Linked DNA regions of Arabidopsis thaliana: region 2 is linked to region 1. A link is a contact called in public ChIA-PET data. All regions are on one chromosome and are shown on one strand. The core of a region is the stretch at or near the end of the contact, and the rest is flanking DNA. Distances in the headings are between cores, read along the strand shown. Region 1 holds the start of HSK (homoserine kinase). Region 2 holds the start of AT2G17340 (pantothenate kinase).

Region 1 (2,840 bases), core at 59-2,558:
GGTTCCAATCTTAACATAATCAAACAGTTCCAATCTTAACATAATCAAACAGCACACAAAGATCATCTGGAGACGCTGTTGACAAGCCTAGCACCAACATTATCAAGCTTCTTCACAGAAGCAACAGATTTCAAATGACCAACTTTCCAAAACGCTTCCACCATCTTCTCTCCAATGACTTGACCCTTCTCCTCCGAATCAATCACCGCAACCGCTGTTGGTCCAGCTCCGCTAATAGTACATCCAAATGCTCCAGCTTCTAAAGCCGCCTTCTTCACAGCTTCCATTCCCGGAATCAACGGCGCTCTAGTCGGCTCCACAATCTTATCCGACGACAATGCCTTCCCAAGCATCACTGCGTCACCTTCTAACACAGCAGCGACTAAAGCAGCTGCTTGGCTACTGTTCCAAACATGATGAACCATTGGAATCTCTGTAGGCAATGCAGCTCTCATTTTCTTAGTTGGAGCTTCAAAGTCAGGGCTTACTAGAACAAAGAAGAGATCTTTATCAGATGGGAACCTCAATGGTTTCAAATCAAGTGGTTCGTAGTTTCTAATCAAAACGAATCCACCCATGATCGCTGGTGCGATATTATCAGCGTGATAACCGGAGACTTTCGCTTCCGATTCTAAACCGGCTAATACCAATTGATCACTCCCTAATTTCCGGCCAAAGATCTCATTAACCGCCACAGCAGCTGCGGCGGCACTAGCTGCACTAGAACCTAAACCGCTACCTAAAGGAAGACCTTTATGCAAATCTAATGATAAACCAACCGATCTGATCCCTAACATCTTCATCGTAGCAATAGCAGCGATTCCGGCGCAGTTCCGGAGAGGGTTCGTGCTGAGTTTTGTTGTGGTTCCGGTGATCTCCGAGATTGAGACCTCACCGGCTCGTACAGAGGGATCTACACGGAGAGTCACATGGTCTCCGAGACCATCGACGGCACATCCTAAGAAATCAAACCCTGGTCCCAAATTAGCGACGGTGGCTGGCGCAAAAGTCTTGACGGAGACGAAAACTGGCTCCGGCTCAACGGCGACGAGGGTTTGTACGGAAGCTCTGCATCGAAAGACGGAGACTTTGGCGAATAACGGTGGCGATGGATTGGATTTGGGTTGGAAATAGGAAATGGGTTTGGAAGGAGATTGGAAACAAAGACTTGCCATTGATGAACAAGTAATGAGATCAACAAAAGCAAATGAACAAAGACGAAGCCTTTAAACAAATATATAAGAGAGAGATGAACAAACGTGACCACCTAACCTAATGTTTTCTCCAGTAAAGCTGATTACTTTAAAGATGCAGTGAGTGATGAGATCAGATTCAGACCAGTGAAAATCCAACGGTTTAACAACAAACCGAACTGAACCGAACCGGTAAGCTTGTCCACTTTGGTTTGGCTTTAGCTTAGATGATTGTAAATGGTGGTATATAAACAAAATCTCATTTTTGTTGCAAATGAGGTGTGTGTTGAAATGTACAGATGAACAAAATCATAAGGATAATCATATGGGTCTTCTAGATGCAGTCCTCGAGATAATGCTATTGGCATTCATAGAATGATCGTTGTTTCTTTTGCGCTTTAACCTTCGCTTGGTTTCTTCTTCCTTTTCATCAACAAATGCTAAAAAAGTCTGTAGCTTTGTTAAACGTGAAGATTTTGGTGAAGGTATAGCTTCTTCTACTACTACTTCAGGTGTGTCTTTGCAGAAGTCGCGGATTATTTTGAAGAAGTGGATAAAGAGAGCGACGAGACAGGCTATCCCAACCACAAGGAACATACCCCAGAAGCTATGCACGTTGAGCTGTTCTGAGTCACCTGACTGAGACCCATGCGGGCTGCTGCAGTTGGATTTCGAAAGCCATCGGTCATGGATCTTCTGAAGCTCTCCAGTTTCGGATAGACCAAGAATCGCGGTTGACATGTCAACTGCTAAAGGAGAGTCTCTTGGGAATGCCTTTTTGAACAGAAAATGCAAAAATGTGATCAGAATTATGTTCAAACATGCTGGTAAAGAGAGAAGATATTCAGAAGATGGATGACTCACAAATCCCCAACCGCATCTGGTGAATTCTTGGCCTCTGATGGCAAACTTACAGTAATCTGAGAGGAAGAGATCAATATAAGGACGTTCATCAACAATCGCTGCAACAGTGCCATTTTGAAGCGCATTAGCATATTCTTCAGGGGAGGCGAGAGGCACAAGTCTGGAGCTGGCAATGTTAAGCTCATCGGTCATGTAGTTTTCAGCAAAAGAACCAACCTGGAAACCAATACGACCAGTGCTACTGATGAGTGTATCTACTCCTTTTATAGGTGAATTAAGCTGTTGCACTGTAAGTATTGATGTGAGACTCGCTGTGTAGCTAGATGTAATGATCAGAACCACAAAAAGCCATATCAGAAGCACCATACGACCAAGTGTGCTAACTGTAGTCTCTCCTGAGAGTTTGATTTCATAAAGATGTTAAGAATTTCACACGGGAATTGCAGTAATTAGCTTGAGGGGGTTTTCAGACTTACTATGGGAGAAAAACATCGTCGAAAAGGTGAACCTGCATCGTAAGAAAAGATTAAAGCTTGCATAAGCTATAGTAATCTTCATTTTATGCAGACAAATAAGATGGCTCTTGTGTACTTACCAGAGAATGGTAATGATCTGTCTCCTTGGTGGACCACGAAACTCATCATTTATACGGTGTTCAAGAATCCATATTGCAGCTCCAACAATAACAAAAAAAGATGCTGTTACTGCCCACATAGGAAGAGTAAACGGGCGTAAAAAGGCCCAAGGATTTTCGTTAAGTCTTGTGACAGGAGCAACAACGAC
Region 2 (2,876 bases), core at 26-2,525, 36 kb before region 1:
AAAGATTTGTTCTTGCGTTTATGATGGATGCAATGGGAATTGTTGGAATGATGCTTGGTTTGTGTAAATTATTAATTCAATGAAGAAAGTATTGTGTTTTCTGGAAAGAGAGTTTGTCTGATCACTTCAAGCCTCAAGGTGCTTTCTTGCTCTATTCAAACTTTTGTTGATTGCTGTGTGACATGTTGAAATTCAGGTTTTTAGATCACGGTATGTGTGAATGATGGGTTTAGTTTGATTAGTATAGATGTTTGTAGGAAATACAGGGGCAACACCGGAACATATCTTTCCGTTTTCTTCTGTTCTTAAGGATTTTTCATGTGGTTTTGCTTGAATGTGTAAACATCTTGTGGCATGAAGAGAATGAAAGGTGGCCAGGGTAAAGATGCTAGGATGCATGAGTGAGTGATTATTGGTGTTAGTATCTATCATGATTTATGGTGATTGATGAGAGACAATAAACAAATGTTTTTGGGTAGGGATTAGGGAGATACTAGCATTTAGAATTTCTTCTCCTGTTATAGTTAGCTTGGTCTTTTGGCAAAGCAGCACCCAGTAGCAAACCTAAGGGGTTTCACTTTTCAGAACATAGGGAAGAAGTAGAAGGTTGTGCCCGTATGAGTGGGCTTGTTAGTGTTTAAGCAGATAGCCAGACAGATGAGCTAGGTTCCATTATCCACTATGTTACAATAGTAATAATTGCTTTGCTGCTGGAACTAACATTGTGGTACAGTGTACCTATTTCCATATTCTTGCTGTTTCTTAATTTCTTTATCTAGGTTTGTATATCTTATTCCGAAGGATGAGTTTTTTTCCTGGTCCTGTTAGATTTGCTTGACTCAGAATTGTGTCCGACATCGGTATGCATCTATGAAAAGGAAATATCCATATGTTTTTCTCTACTTTTAACATTCTCTCTTTGAGTTAAATCTAAAACAAACTTGTACCTCAGTGGCTTTATTCAAGCAGTAGGTGTTGTGGCTAGGTTGGTATTGGATCACTCTAATTGGGAGAGCTTCTTTGCTTGTCAAGGTGCCTAGGTGTGGTTTTACCACTTATGATAAGTAGCTGATTACAATTGTAAACTCCTGCAAAATTGAACTTCTTTATGGCATATGAATGTTTTCTATAATCTCCAGCTTCCTTACCAAAACAGGTTACTCCTTAATCCAAGAGGGCATTGATATTATGTTCGACAAATACGGTTATACGGGCAGCAAACAGCAAGTTTTGCCAGAGTTTCAATGGTTTCTACAATTCAGATTGCTGCTCGAGCTAATATAGCCGACCACAGATAAGGTATCAAATCATTTGAAGACCAAAGATGACTGATTAGTATAGAACAAAAAACTTAACTTTGCAGAAACAAACACCACAAAGATAGGAACTTGGCTACTATTTAACTAAATCCAAACCAAACCCAAAGCAAAAAATGCAACATTTATTCGTGTGGTAGTGGAATCACTAATATGGATCTTTGACCCGTACCCGACCCGGCTCTAGATACACTTGTTCTTCATCGTCATCAATCATTGTATCATTTCTGAAGATCATCACAAGCAAAGAAAATGGAGAGCGATTCAGAGATGGTTCCGTTTCCTCAACTACCGATGCCAATAGAAAACAACTACAGAGCTTGCACAATTCCTTACAGATTTCCTTCTGATGATCCCAAGAAAGCCACTCCAAATGAAATCTCGTGGATCAACGTCTTCGCCAATTCCATTCCTTCTTTCAAGTTCATTCTCTTCTCACTACTTCTCTCTTCCGACCTTATTTAGTTTCTATTTACTTTGACCAGATTCAGACTCTGTTCATGTTCATGGGTCAGACCAAGCTTTGATTTTGTTACCAAAAAACTACTTCTCTTAGCCTCAAATATCAAAAAGCTCAGGAAACTTTTCGTCTTTCAGCTAAATTCGACTAATGTCGTTGGTTTGTTGTTTGTGTTGACTTTCCTGGGTTTACTTGGTTTTTGACTTATTTACATCAAGAGTAGTTTCTGGAAGCTTATAGGCAACAGTTGCAATCCTGTTTTTTAACCAGAAAATCCCATTAAATCTCTATGTTCTAAAGCTGTTTCATTTACAGGAAACGTGCAGAGAGCGATATCACTGTTCCAGATGCTCCTGCTAGAGCTGAAAAATTTGCAGAAAGGTAAATTTTTTGCATAATTGGTAGTAATTCTCAAGGTTTTGGTTGGTATGAAATCTTTTGTCATTGTCACCTTCATAAAGTAGAACAAAGGCTGTGCCCTGTGGTTTGTTTGATTCTCAAGATAGTGTTTCAGTCTTTTGATTTGCGTTTAATATCTCTTACCTTGAATCTGAAAGATATGCTGGGATTCTTGAAGACTTGAAGAAAGATCCAGAGAGTCATGGCGGACCACCAGATGGCATTGTAAGTATAAACACCACATGATCTTTTCCTTTGGTGTAGTGAGCTTTCTTCTTTTCATAGATTATCTTGGCTTATTTTCAGCTTCTATGCCGACTTCGTGAGCAAGTACTCAGAGAGTTAGGATTTAGGGACATATTCAAGAAAGTTAAGGTGTGAATTTCCTTTCAGTTTTCTTGAGGTTTTCAGATAGCTAGCACTTATTCTCTCTGATTAGATGAGTTCACATTCAATGAATAGGATGAGGAGAATGCAAAGGCTATATCACTATTTCCTCAAGTTGTCAGTCTGAGTGATGCTATTGAAGATGACGGAAAACGGTTAGAGAATTTGGTGAGAGGGATATTTGCTGGAAACATCTTTGATCTTGGTTCTGCACAGGTATCTTTCAATCGCCTCTCTTTGGTATCTCCCACAGCAAGCATGTCCTAATTTATGGGCTCTTTTCTTTTCACATCTTGAAGCTTGCTGAAGTTTTC

The links. ChIA-PET counts read pairs in DNA pulled down with a chosen protein or histone mark.
Region 2: an H3K4me3 ChIA-PET map of shoot shows a contact between it and region 1, with 13 read pairs. The contact joins the promoter of AT2G17340 here to the promoter of HSK in region 1. A contact is called at or near these places in 2 of 26 Hi-C or Micro-C datasets (callus and root), 1 of 2 datasets of contacts at active chromatin or transcription factors (shoot) and 1 of 3 other capture datasets (seedling).

The regions. Positions count from the first base shown.
Region 1 is chr2:7,506,941-7,509,780 of TAIR10.1, reverse strand. HSK (homoserine kinase) reads right to left here and starts at 1,308. Exons shown (of 1, transcript NM_127281.2): 1 at 1-1,308. The coding sequence starts at 1,175. The coding sequence ends at 63. It overlaps GLR2 (glutamate receptor 2), which reads right to left. Exons shown (of 5, transcript NM_001335544.1): 2 at 2,653-2,840; 3 at 2,534-2,565; 4 at 2,058-2,452; 5 at 1,387-1,967. The coding sequence ends at 1,515.
Region 2 is chr2:7,542,782-7,545,657 of TAIR10.1, reverse strand. AT2G17340 (pantothenate kinase) reads left to right here and starts at 1,275. Exons shown (of 12, transcript NM_127289.4): 1 at 1,275-1,738; 2 at 2,092-2,157; 3 at 2,334-2,400; 4 at 2,482-2,550; 5 at 2,638-2,778; 6 at 2,862-2,876. The coding sequence starts at 1,569. AT2G17350 (beta-mannosyltransferase-like protein) reads left to right here. Exons shown (of 2, transcript NM_127290.2): 2 at 1-204.